2 separate regions of the Mus musculus genome follow, and region 2 is linked to region 1. A link is a contact called in public promoter capture Hi-C data. All regions are on one chromosome and are shown on one strand. Each heading gives the region's core, a stretch centred on a gene start, on an enhancer-like site or on the middle of the called end of the contact. The rest is flanking DNA. Distances are from core to core; before and after follow the strand shown.

Region 1 (6,779 bases), core at 1,293-3,792:
AGGAGCTGAGCATTTTGTATGTTCTGGGGATCTGAACTCCAATCCTTCTGCCATTGCAGCAAGCACTTAAGCCACTAAGCCATCTCGACAGCCTAGGTTTTCTCTTTCTCAAACTCCCCAACTGTCTAGACAGGGTGGCCCTCCACCTGAAGTGCTTTGATGACACCATCTCATCCCTAACCTTGGTGGATTTTTGGATACTACCTAAAATACTGTTTGCACTCATTTGTTTGTGTAAATTCTCTTGAGTATAATCGGTAATAGAAACATGTAAAATAGAGATCCTTTACCTTGGTGGAAGGCAGCAGGTATCAAATACTCATATGGGAAAAGTTACATGATAGAAAGCTAACTGTATGGAGACTTCTGGACAGAATTCAAACCCTGGCCCATTTTACTCAGTTACCCAGGGAAGACAGAGGGATGGGATGAATGGAAATGACCATGGACCTTTTAGAGTCTTCCCTCCCTCCCCCTGTGCTGTCCTTTCTTTTCTGCTCCTCTCACCTGCTGCAATACCAATACAACTTTGGGACGGTAACACTTCTGAGTGGACTCTGAAGTGACCAGTGCAAAAGGACAGTAGAAAGAAAGCTAAAGACAAGCAGATTTGTCAGTCTTCCCCGGAACAGAACACACATTGTAGGGCAGGGGAGAGTCAATACTGAGACTATTGGCCATCTAGTCATCATATATTCAGGGAGACCAATGGAAGCATCCTGATACAAGATGTAATCAATTCTCAGCCTTCAGATCTAAGGGGTAGCTCAGAACTGAGCACTCAGAAGAACAGGGAAAAAGACAAAAATAGAGAGACAGGGAAGAGAACAGAGATCACGGCTAACAGTAATGTTTGCTGGGTGCATATTATGAGCCAGAGTCACACCACATGTCCATTTAATCCTCACAACCTTCTGAGAAAGTATCCCCATTTCATGGAGAAGCTGGGGTTCTAACAGGTTACTTCGTGGCTACAGTTCTCAGAGATTAAACGGCGGAGGCAGGTTTGGAATCCAAGCAGTCCGACCCCATAAAGCTGCCTCCCAGAAAGAAGGATGGCACAGATGACATTTCTTAGCCTCATTTTTTTTAATCCCAATCCTGAGATTCTGAGACAACCAGGTGATCCTAGGTAGGCCTGGACTGACTTATTCACCAAAGGAACTGTAAGAAAATGAAGGCTAAGAGGCATATTTCTCAAAGAGAGGCAGCCATCATCAAAAAGAAACGGGGTTGGCAGAGTAGTTCAGCACTACAGTTCTTGCCGGCATTAACAAGGCCCTAGGTTCAATGCAGAGCGCTGCAAAGAACAGCTGAGCTCTAGCACCCTGTTGTCTCCACTGACCTGCAGAGCCCAAATAGGTCCAGCCCCTCCCCCACCTACTTCCTAGCCTCTACTCTGGTGTGTAAGCCCTAGCATTTCTTCTGCTCCCCACAAAGAGCCTAGAGATCTTTCTAGAATACAACATTTTGCTTCTGATCCTCCATCACCTCTTCACTCTCCCGAAGAAACAGAATGTTGTTACTTCTGGTTCTCATCGTTTTTGAACTTCCAGGGTTCAACTTCCTCTATTTATAGAGTTCTCCCATTTCTCCAACGGGATTCCCAAGGCCCAGGCCTGCCAGGACCCAGCCTTGCAAGCTTTAAATCTCTTATCCGTAAATCCCGAGAAATTTTCCCCAGTCAAGCTGAAGGTCTCCACTCCAACATCCTCCTGCTTGACGCATCCTAGAACCCCTTCGCCTGAATTCCCTCCTCAAATCCCGCCCCCTTCTGCAACGGATGGAGAGTCCGTTTATCATACTGCCCATTTTCCTTTTTAAAAGTCAATGGGAAATTCAAGGCCCAGAGAAAGGTAGTGACTTGCCCAAGGTCACACAGAGTTACCACAGTCTGTCTGAAGGCAGAGCCAGGGTTGGGACCCAGGGGCCTCTGCTCCTCCGTTTCTTGGACTACTCCGGTTCTGAGGTGGAAACCAGGAGCATCTCTTTCCTCAGAAGTCCCTCCTAACCTCGGGAGACAGGTTTTGAGAACGGATGGGTAAGGAAGGGTGTCCCCTAAGGTCCAAAGGGGCACCTGGGGCTTCCAAAAGGCACAAGCCTGGGTCTGGGGGAGGGGCACGGGCCACGCCAAATAGCCTAGGATTGGCAACTGGTTTCCATCGCCTGCCCTCCCTTCGCCCCCGACCTTTCTCCACAGACCCACCGTTCACTTCATCCCTTCCTCCTCCTCACACAGCGCCTAGGCTCTCCGTCCCCTCAGCCCCCGGTCGCACCCGCCCCCCCGCCCCCCGCCATGCACCATAATGGCCTCCCCGCCCCTTCTACCCTCACTCCCCGCCCCCACCTACCTACAGGGCTTCTTTTCCTCACCCCTCGGTCCCCTCGCCCTCCCTCAGGGTCCCGGGTGCCCCGGCGGCCCTCCCGCCTCCCCGGCTCGAGCCCGGGCCGCAGGGGGCGCTGTGAGACAGCCCCGGGCCTCTCCACCCCCGCGCGGGGACGTTACCATGCCAGAGCCTCAGAGCAGCTGGGCCGGCTCGGCCCACTCGCCAGTAAAAACAGCTCTGATTGGCCGGGCTTCGGCCGGGAGGGCGGGGCCAGTGGGGGGGTCGCACCCCTTCGTGGCCGGGGCTCCGGTTGCTCTCGCCGAGGAGCGGAGCCCCCAACCGGCCCGGTGTGCCCGGCCCGGCTCCGCCCCCGGCCCGGAGCGCCAGGCCCCGCCCCCACGTGCGCAGAATCCTGGGACCGCCCCCTGGGGCGGGGCGCGCCTGGGCCCACCCCCGGGGGCGGAGCGCGCCTGGGCGGGCCTGGGACTGACCGCGCGCTGGCTGCGCAGGGCGGCGTGGCTCTCCCGGCTCACAGCCCCCTTCTTGCCCGCGACTCCGCGGCCACCACCCAGACCGGACCGAGCCATTAATTTCTCCCGCGCAGAGGGCACTACAGCGGTTCACAGAGCGGCTCTTTTCCCTGCGTATTTTCTTTAGTTTTAATTTTTTGTTGTTGTTGGTTTTTTTCGAGACATGGTTTCTCTGTGTAGCCCTGGCTGTCCTGGAACTCACCAGGCTGGCCTCGAACTCAGAAATCCGCCTGCCTCTGCCTCCCGAGTGCTGGGATTAAAGGCGTGCGCTACCACGCCCGGCTTTAGTTTTAATTTCTTAATTCAAGAACTATTAATTAAACTCCTGTGCCAGCAGCCGTATGTGTCGGGCAAAGCCGACAAATCCCCTAAATGAGTGCGTACGTGCCTCTCGCTTAGCGCTGGGTTACTTTCAGAATCTGCCTCTGTAACATCTACAGTGAGAGATAAACGTTCAGTTATGTAGATAAGGGAACTCGAAGCTACTTAATGGGCATGCATGCTCAAGTTCTTGGGCTAGTACAGCTGGCCCTGGTTGGAGGCATTGCACCTCTTTACCCCTCCAAAGCCGGGGTAAAGACCAAGACGTTGCCTGTTTCCTTCTGTAGGTTTCTGAACCTGACTCAGGAAAACACCTCTTTATGTCTATAGACAATTTGGCTTTATCAATAGTTGTATTAAAAGTTCTTATATTCATTCTTCAAGCCAGCACTGAGTTGTAGAGGCAGACAGATCCCTGGGGCTCAGCGGCTAGCCGAACTAGCCTACATTGTGTTTTCTGACTAGTGAGAGACCTGATCTTTAAAATGATGTCCCAGGACGTCATGAAAAGCCGGACATGAGGGGAAGAAACCCTTTCCCCTGAGATCTAATTTGTCTTTCTTGAAGTGATCTCAAATAACAAATCCATGATGCACTTTAAATCTAATGTATGTCAGGTGGTAGTGGGTGTACCCCTTTAATCGAGCATTTGGAAAGCAGAAGCAGGCAAATCTCTGAGTTCGAGGCCAACTTGGTCTATACAGCAAGTTCGAGGACAGCCAGGAATACACAGGGAAATGTGTAGCCCAAAGAAGCCCTGTATCAAAACAAAACAAAACAAAACAAAACAACAAAAACAAAATAAAACCAAAACCGAGCTTAAAAAAAAATCTAAAGTCTCTTCTTTCCCTTATGTTTTCTTGCTTTTATTTTATTTATTTATCGGGGGGCGGAGGGGGACACATGTGTGCTCACTGCACCCATGTGGGAACCAGAGGACAACTTTCTGGGGTCACTTCTCTCTTTCCACAATTTGGGTCCTGGGGATTTAATCAGGTTATCAGGACTGATGGCAATTGTCTTTACCCACTGAGTCATCTCTCCAGCCTCTCCTTTAAAAAGCACTTTGTGAGCCGGGCAGGGGTGGCACACGCTTTTAATCCCAGCACTTGGGAGGAAGAGGCAGGTGGATTTCTGAGTTCGAGGCCAGCTTGGTCTACAGAGTGAGTTCCAGGACAGCCAGGGCTACACAGAGAAACCCTGTCTGGGGGGGGGGGGGGGGGCACTTTGTGTGTGTGTGTGTGTGTGTGTGTGTGTGTGTGTGTGTGTGACCTGTGTTGTTACAAGTATGTGAAATACCAGTTCTCTCCTTTGACTATGCTTTCTGGTCCAGGAGATCAAAAATGGCTGTCTCCAGGGAGAAGATAAAGGAGGCAAGCTCTTGAGAGACCTGGCAGCAATCACCTTTAACTTCTGAGCCCTCTTTTTTATCTTAATAAACTCAATTTTTACTTCACTCTCATTCATCCTGATGTTTTTTCTGCACAGCATAGTTAAGCATCTGGTTTTACCTGAGTGGATCTACTTAAAACTTGGGCTATTGGCACATGCACACACACACACACACACACACACAGGCGGGGGCGGGGGGCGGGGCGGGGGGAGTGGGGAGTGGGGGGGGGGAGAGAGAGAGCACAAAAGCACGGTTTTGTTGTTGTTACTGTGTGGTTTAGGGGCTTTGGTTTTTTGAGGTAGGGTTTAGCTGTGTAGCCCAGATTGACTTGGAATTTAACACATTGCCTAGGCTGGCCTTGAATTCACACTCCTGCCTCTGCCTCCCAAGTGCTGGGATTACAGTATGAGCAGGCAACTGTTTTTAAAGGTCAAATGAATATAGAAAGCATTTCAGGACAAAGAGCAGAGCCTTGCTTGCCTCGTTGATCTTCTCCCTGGAGACAGCCATTTTTCACAACTAGTGGATTTTCTGTTGCTGTTGTTTTGGTTTCTTTGGTTTTGTTGTTGTTTTGTTTTTGGTTTTTGGTTTGTTTGTTTCTTCAGTGTATCCCTCTGTCAGCCTCATTGCTTCTCACTGGGTAAGGAATCCAAGGAGATATCCTGATCCACTGCTACTATTCCCTTACTGATCCTATTTTGATGGATACTCGAAGGGATGGGAGAACTGCCTTGCCGGTTTGTTTCCTGGACCATCTCCCGTTTCTCACTGGATTCCCTCATCCCTCCTCACAGAGACCTTGCAGATGATGTGGGCCTCCCCAAGCCTGAGGAATAACAAGGGCAGCTGTTTGCAGAGAAAGGCTCAGCATAGACCAGAGGTCACTGACCCTGTAGGTTCTCTCAAGGCAGGACACAGCCAAGAGCAGAAAGGAAAGAATGGAGCAGAGCCAGGTTCTGGGCACTGCCATTTTCGTCTGTGGAACTCTGGAGAGTCCCAAAACTTTAATTTAGAACCCGACCTTCCAGGTACATTTTTATGAAATTAAGTTTTAGAATGTATTTTACTTAACAGTTTGTTGGCTTACAGTGTTGAAATATTTAGTGTATGGTTATTGATTCTCAGTCCTGCCTCAGCCCCAGAAATAACGGGGGCAGATGTAAGGATTTAGCTCATTGCTCTTCCCTTCTCATAAGTTATACATCATTTATCATATCCGTCTGCAAAATCCATCCTGTAACACTTTCTGTTTGTCTAATCGTCAGTTCTGACCACACTGTGATTGCTCTGCAGAGCCGAGCCAAGTGCAAAGCTGAGGCATCTTATTTTCCCAGCGGACTTTCAGTATTCCCCAGGGATTTGTCACTATCTGCTTTTTATTGTGTTCATTTGCGCTGTGTTATTTGCATTTTAACTTTTTTTGTTAATTTATTTGTGTGCAAATGTTAGTGTGTGTGCTCCACAGGCAAGCTATGGAGCCCTTTCCCTTCTTCCACTGTGTGTGGAGTCCTGGGATCAAACTCAAGTCATCAGGTTTGGTGGCAAGTGCTTTTATTGCTAAGCCATTGAGGTGACCCTCATTTTTCTTCCTTCCTTCTTCCGTCTCCGTCTCCGTCTCCGTCTCCCTCTCTCTCTTTTTCTTTCTTTTTTTTCCTGAGACAGGGTTTCACTGTGTAGCCCTGGCTGTCCTGGAACTCACTCTGTAGTCCACCAGGCTGATCTCAAACTTACAGAGATCCTCCTGCCTCTGCCTCCCTAGTGCAGGGAGTAAAGGCATGTGGCACCCCAGCTGGCTTACCCGCCATTCTTGTGTGTGTGTGTGTGTGTGTGTGTGTGTGTGCGAGAGAGTGTGTGTGTTTTAACAAGTTAAGCTTATTGTTCTCACATATGCTCTGAATATCATTTTATAGCATCTTAACCTGTTGCAATAACCTATCTTGAAAAGAACTAGGTATTGAGTGATTGTGTTTTATTTAATTATTTTCTCCCCAAAATCTCTTTGCTCCATTTTATTACATTCATTTAGAGAGAGAGAGAGAGAGAGAGAGAGAGAGAAGTATTTTATACTCAAACCCAGAGCCTTGTGCATGTTATACAAATGCTCTACCACTGAGTCACATTCCCAGCTATAAAGTTTTAAAATGATATGTTTGTTTTCCTGGGGTTTTTTTTTTCCATTTATGCAGTGAAAACTAAAACCTTGAGACA
Region 2 (6,779 bases), core at 2,227-4,726, 35 kb before region 1:
AGGCTTTGTGTGTGGTTGAGAGTGACACTGTGGCAGTCCTGAGCACCCCGGGCCTCTCTCAGGCCTTGCCGTCTTCTCTAAGTCCTGCTGTAACTGGTGGGAGGATGGGGGGTCTGCTCTCCTTGGCAGAGGAGCACAAAGAAACAGTCCCCTGTGGTTAGCACAGTTCCAGGCCCCAGGGCTTCTTAGCATTGGCTCACAAGTTTGAGGTCTAGACCCAGCCCTTGGTTCCCAGGGAAGAGTTAAGCCCGTGCCATCTAATCTGAGGCTTCTCTGGGTAGTTCTATGAGGAGACAGGATCCTTCTCTTCAGGAAGCTTGTCAGGCTAGTCAGGGGTGGAAGGAGGCCAGGACCAAGTGAGAAGGGGATCCTGCTTTGCTTACAGCCAGATGGACGGGGTCCTGCAGGAGTGAGGCCCGCGGTGTATGGGGTCTCTTGCTCTGGGCTGAGGCTGCCTGAGTAGGATTCCAGGGCCCTCTAGCTCTTGTGGTTTGTATTGGTTTTCTGCCTTGTCAAAGTGCCCTTTAACCTCCCCTCAAAGTGTCAGGATCCCTAAAATAGCAGTGTAGACTCAGACAGGAAATGAGAAGGGGGTGGGGAGCTGGAGAGCAGACAGACAGGAAATGGGAGGCCTGTCGGCCCCCAGAGAGGAAGCTAACTTGAGGCAGCTCCAGTGTCAGCTTCAGCTGGAGCTTTGCTGGCAAATCAGCCAAGCCTGGTGCTCTAGCGCCAGCCTCTCAGCTGCGGGTGTGGCTAGCCAGGATGGAGCTGGTGTTCCAGCTGTGGGGTAGACACAGCCCTGCAGGGCAGTTTGGACACAGCTGGACTATGTAGTTCCATGGACATTTCAGGAGGACTAGAGTACTCAGGAGAACAAGGCTTCCATCCTGAGGGGTTTAATGTCTCTGCACTGAAATAGACCTGTCACAACCCCCCACCAATTCTAAGGGAGTTTGCTCTTCACTTTTATTCCAGAGTTAGCATAGGCCAAAGGGAAAGCAAAAATGCCCCAGGTCATTGTCCTCCTGTCTGCTCACCTGCCTGCCTTTCCACATTGCCATCTTCCTGGGAGAGCCATGACTGGAGCGTGTATGTTCCCTAAGCTTTTTTGGTTCTGCCGGACCCACTCCAGCCGAACACAGAACTCTCACAACCATCTTTGCTCATTGCTTCTCAAAATTGAACTCAGCGGTGAGCCCTCTGGCCCTGTAAGGCTCTCTTTGAGATTTATGGCACTAGGGACTTGCAGGCTTTTCCAGGCCCAGCTCTGTGAGTGGTGAATGCTCTGGATGCCTCCCCAATTCCTCCAGCACATGGTGGAAAAGGACTTCATGCCTAGCATTGTATCAGATCAAAGGGACACAGGAAATAATGGGGTTATAACCTGGCCCAAGAGGAGAGACTGGCTAGAATCTCATCTGGCTGAAGCCCATTTGTGATGTATTCTCCTGCCTCTGGGAAGTCCAGGCTGGCAGCATGACCACATAGGGGCCTGTCATAGGTTATGGTTTTCAGGATTTTCTCAGCCTGATAGTAGGTTCCAGTAGCATGCAAGAGAGCAAATTTATTGAGGGCTAGATTGCTGGGTCAGAGCCTCCACCAAACCAAGCCAGTTTGCACACTACATCCACTGTGTTTGCTGTATCTGCAGGTGGGTGAGGGAGTTTCTCAATGATGAGAACAAAGGCCTGGACGTGCTGGTGGATTACCTGTCATTTGCCCAGTGTTCTGTCATGTAAGTACCACAGGGCAAAGGTTGGGGACTCACTGGGAAGCAGACAGTCCCCATCTATTTAGAAGAAGGATGAGGGCTGGGAATGCAAGCCAGCAGAGCATTGCCTGCCATGTGCTGAGGCTGAGGTGTCAGGCTCCAGCATGGGGGAAATGTGGGGTGGGAAAGAAAAAGGAAGAGTGAGATTCCAACAGAGAAGGTGGGCATGGGCATCCCCAGAGCAGGAGGAAGTAGCTCAAGTGTTGCTGCAGACATGAGCAGGCAAGACAAGGGAATAGCAGGCATCAGCAAGGACTGGAAAGTTAGCTGGAGTAGAAGACATGTTCTAGGGAGCATGAAGAGAACAGTCCGGCAAGGGAGCTTGGAGTCAGAAGCCAAGTGATCCAAGTACCAGGCTGCAGGACCTCCAGGAAATAGCCTGGATCCTCAGGAGACAGGCTCCTTAGGGTTTCATCATTTCAACAACATTGAGTCTTCATGAGGCAGCTTGGGCCCTGAGATGTGAGAGGGTGACTATAGGCCTATTGTTGAGGAAGGCCAGTGAGCGTGGTGACCTTCGACCCGAACAGATCGAATAAGTATTTGGGAGCATTTTCAAGACATCCTTTTCATATGGAGGGAGTTAGCTGTTGGTTAGCACAGGAGAGCAAGCATGGTGAGGTGCAGTGAATGAGAGCTTTTGGAGTCAAAGTTGTGTTGTGCACTATCTGTGGAACCTCAGGTACCTTTGTCCTCCTGACTAAACAAATTAGATGGGAAGGTGTGTATCCCTCTTAGCCTCCTCCCCTGGTGGCTGCTCTGCTGTTAGTTATCACCCAGGTGATAAGCCTGCCTCTAATCTTTGGACATAGAGAAAGAAGGCTAACTGTGATAGTAAATGAAGTTAGCAGCATATGCAGGCTTACACTTTAGTTAGACAAGTCAGCCTAAGGAGGACAGTCCAGGTTTGCTCTCAGCTTCCCATGGGTCCCGAACTGAAAGTCCCTAGTCTGCAGAAATCCGGGTCTTGAGCCTTGGACCTTGCCTAGACATCTGCTTGTCCACTGTCCCTGCCCTTATGGCTCTTCTTGGTCCAGTGTGTTTCCTCCAGGGGACCTAGCAATGTCTCCCAGGTTTAGCTTCCCATCCCACTTGCAGGTCATTCTCTTTAAAGCCAGAGTAACCTGCTTCCCATCCACATCTCTGTGGAAGTCCTACTTCACGGTTCTCCTGTCCCTTTAAATAATCTTTTTATAGAAAAAAATGGGGAAGTTTTGCTTAAGTGAATTTTTAGTTCAGAACTTTTATAGTAAAAAGATATAGATCATTTCCCCAAATATGCCTGTCTTTCTTGAAAAAGCAAACAATCCCATTGCTCCAAACCAAGACTACACTTTGGTGTCCAGGGCAGTCAGTGCCTTTGAAAGTAGAGTCCAGGGAGCAAGAGACAGTGTTTTGGAATGGCTCGAGAGGAAAGGGGTGATCCATGGCTGGGTCACCCTGTTACATGCCACCTGTCAGGACACCTCCTGACCCTGGCAGCCTCTCCTCTGTGGGTACCCTTTGTTCCAGAAAGCCCCAGCCTTTGACACTGGGCGTTCACAGTGGGCAAAATGTCCTATGGGGGAAAGCCTTTGGGAGATATGCCCCAGTTCTTAGAGGCTGGGGTACAGGGCAGGAGGGACCAGTGAGATAGGGGCTGGGGATGTAAGAGAGTGTTGTGTGATGTCAGCTGACCTCTTTGCTCTGGACACTGCTACTTATGGTAACAGACCTGTTGCAGGAAGTAACCAGAAACAACACTCACTTCCTCAGGGGCTAGAATACCTCCCTCTTCACAGTTCTCAGCTCCCAGTTCCAGGGAAGCTGAAGATGAGGAGAAAGACATAGAAGCCTCAGTCATAAAACATCCACCATTAAGAGAGCTAGGCCTGGGATGTAGCTCACTAGGAGACCTCCTATGAGCATACTGGCCTGGCAGGAGACCCCTGGCTCACTCCTCAGCACTGACAAAGCTAAACAAGCCAAACCACAGAAGGCAGTTAGTAGTGTGAGACAGTGGTGTACTGGCTGAGCTTAAAGGGCCACCTCTGGCTTTTCAGAATCCTAATTCTTTTCTTTTCAGACCTGTCCAGCTCTTGATGAGCTGGGCTACTTTAGGGTGCTCGGAGTCTCTTGGTCACTGCCACTGGCCACTGAGTAGGACCTGCAGTTGGCTCATTTCCCTCCAGCATCTTTGGTACAGATATTTAAGTAGAGTCATGGTGATTTAAGATGTCCCATTTGAGGCTGGGAGCACAGGAAGCCTGCCAGCCCTCACAGCCCTTGGGCCATGGAGAAGACTTGAGACTCCCCTCTCCTAGAGCTGTCCAGGCCTCCTCTGCCCTGCCTTACGTTGGTAGCTCCAACCAGGATCAGGTCTCCCATGCCTAACTCTGTCTCCTCTTCTTGCTGCCCCTGCTTTTTGTTTGCCACAGAGGCCTGAAGAGGGGGAGATGGGCTTGCTGGGGGCTTGGCACAGAACTTCCCTTGTATATGTGCCTGCGTGTGTGCATGTGCGTGTCCTCTCATGCTCTAGGTTTGACTTTGAGGGTCTGGAGAGTGGTGATGACGGTGCATTTGACAAGCTCCGGTCCTGGAGCAGGTCAATCGAGGACCTGCAACCGCCCAACGCCCTGTCGGCCCCCTTCACCAACAGCCTCGCTCGCTCTGCGCGTCAGTCCGTGCTCCGGTATGTGCGCGCTTACTCTGCCCCCTGCCTCCCACCCCAGCCCCAGCCCCGGTCTTGGTGACCCGGTGAGTGCTTACGCTCCCCCCTCCACTCTTGCTTCCAGGCTCAGCTCTCTTGCCCTCTGCCTGTTCGCCTGTCTCTGATCTGTCCTCTCTCTCCCTGACTCTGCCCAGCGGTCTGTCCTGGGTAAGTACATGGTCCTCCTCTGTCCCCCCTGATGCTCCAGCTGTCCCCTTCCCCGTCCTCACTCTCTCCTAGCCATTCCTTCCTGACCTCAGGCAGGGCTTGGGCTTTACTGGCCAGTTCAGCTCCTGCCCCCAAACCCATTTCCCCCTTAACTCTCTCTTTTCCCATCAGCTCGTAGAGAACAGCCCCAGCTACGCGCTGGCTCCTTCCTTTCCCTTCCCTTTCCCCTTCAGGTCTTTTCTCTCCAAAGTTGTGCCTTCTTTTGTCTGTGGTTTCACAAGAGCGGTCCTGTGGTGGACTGGATCACTTTGCAGAGGCCCTGTTACTCAGAGGCTGTCCTTGTAGATCCGTAGCCTTTCCTTTGACCTGTGTCTCTCTCGTGACTCTTCTCTTCTCGGATTTTGTGTCATGGACACTGCTCATCATTCTGGTCTTGCAGGAGCAGATTCTGTATGTGCTTCCCCCTCTCACAAAGCATTAAGGCAGTAGAGAGATGATACAGAGCCAGGCATAGCCTGAGCCTTCATAAGGCCTGTGTTTTCTGCTCTGCCTTTGGGGGACTTGAGAATGAGATGAGCACAAAGACTCACCTGCCCCACTGAATGTGCCAAAGATGTAACTAAACGAGCATATCTTTGTGACCTACCCCAAGAACTACAAATTCCTCAAAACAATTTTGTATTTCAGAGGTCTCTGGGGTTAGCATGATTTTGACAGAGTATAGAGCTGGGGCCCTGGGCAGTTGCCAACAAAGACATGTACCAAAGAGGTGAATGGCTGGCTTCACTGCCTTCTGCACCCTGGCTGTCTTGGCATTTGGTACAAGGTCTTCTTTCCTCCATTTCTGCTGTTTCTACAGGGCAGCCTGGTGGTCTAACCTTCACCAGCAGCCTTGTCCCTACCTGATCACTTGGCCCTATCCCCCAGGTACAGTACTCTCCCTGGCCGCAGGGCCCTGAAGAACTCCCGCCTGGTGAGCCAGAAGGATGACGTCCATGTCTGCATCCTTTGTCTCAGAGCCATCATGAACTATCAGGTAAGGGGTGATGCTTGCCACTGATGTACTGCCCGCTTTCGCCTCATCTCTCCAACCAAGACAGCAGAGCACCAGCTTGTGAAAGTCAGGTTTGCTAGTGCAGACCTGCTGGCGTCTCCTTTCTGACCATCAAGGGCCCTCCCTGTCCTTTCCTTTGCAGTATGGCTTCAACTTGGTCATGTCCCACCCCCACGCTGTCAATGAGATTGCACTTAGCCTCAACAACAAGAATCCAAGGTGCGTTGATTCCCTCATTATATCTAAAGATCCTGATTCGTCTTTGCAGGTCCTTTAGCCAGGACCTCTTCTGCTGGAGAAGTGACCAGGCTCCACTTTTAATGTTCACAGCCTAGTGAGGGAACAGGCATTCCTGGTCCATCTCCTTCCTAAAGGAAATGAACTGTGGTGGCTTGGATGGGGCTTGGATGTTAACTTCCTTCATCTCTTAGGACCAAAGCCCTGGTCTTGGAGCTGCTGGCAGCTGTGTGTTTGGTGCGGGGAGGTCATGAAATCATCCTGGCTGCCTTTGACAATTTCAAAGAGGTTGGTCTCTTCTGCATGCTCGTGTGTGTGTGTGTGTGTGTGTGTGTGTGTGTGTGTGTGTGTGTGTGTGTATTTAAGAGGAGAAGGGGGGTACTAGGTATATCCAATTTACTGGGATCTCTAGTGACTTTAACTGCTGAGCAGCCTGCTTCAGACTGAGACTACAACAAAAGCCAAAGCAAAACTGAAGTCTTTTAGATCTTGTTCCAGGACACCTCCCAGTTTCCAGTTAATGAGGCTCTGGATAGAGTGCAGACTGTGGTTGGAGACATGGCTCAGTAGTCAGAGCCCTTGCTGATCTTGCAGAGGCCTTGAGTTCAGTTTCCAGTATCCAAATGGTGGCTCATAACTGTCTTTAGTTCCAGTTCCAGAGGATTTGGTGCCCCCTTCTGGCCTCCATAGGAACAGCACACACATTCATATACATTCATAGCGGCAAAACACAATCTTCTTTTCTTTTTCCTTTTCATTCCTTCTTCTCCTTCTCCTCTCTCTTCTCTCTTCTCTCTCTTCTCTCCTCTCTCTTCTCTCCTCTCTCTTCTCTCTCTCTCCTCTCTCTTCTCTCTCTCCTC

The links. Promoter capture Hi-C pulls out the DNA fragments that hold promoters and counts their contacts.
Region 2: a promoter capture Hi-C map of macrophages shows a contact between it and region 1, with 6 read pairs. The contact joins the enhancer-like site here to the promoter of Prpf40b in region 1. A contact is called at or near these places in 11 of 39 promoter capture datasets (the 3T3-L1 cell line, the C10 cell line, embryonic stem cells and 6 more), 2 of 15 datasets of contacts at CTCF or cohesin (the NIH/3T3 cell line and pro-B cells), 2 of 484 Hi-C or Micro-C datasets (female germline stem cell-derived STRA8 germ cells and muscle stem cells), 8 of 115 datasets of contacts at active chromatin or transcription factors (the 230-238 cell line, the SCID.adh cell line, embryonic fibroblasts and 4 more) and 3 of 9 other capture datasets (adipose tissue, liver and pancreatic islet).

The regions. Positions count from the first base shown.
Region 1 is chr15:99,291,001-99,297,779 of GRCm38.p6, reverse strand. Prpf40b (pre-mRNA processing factor 40B) reads right to left here and starts at 2,542. Exons shown (of 26, transcript NM_001370635.1): 1 at 2,352-2,542. It also overlaps a transcript of Fam186b not described here.
Region 2 is chr15:99,326,943-99,333,721 of GRCm38.p6, reverse strand. Fmnl3 (formin-like 3) reads left to right here. Exons shown (of 27, transcript NM_011711.2): 5 at 1,652-1,735; 6 at 4,290-4,442; 7 at 5,556-5,664; 8 at 5,825-5,901; 9 at 6,114-6,207. Among named protein-coding and RNA genes, the nearest start is that of Prpf40b, 35 kb to the right of the region's middle. Within about 2 kb of position 3,476, at least 33 of the 459 cell types and tissues checked have an H3K27ac peak or open chromatin away from gene starts, as enhancers often do. A contact at or near this core is called in macrophages, where this site is marked.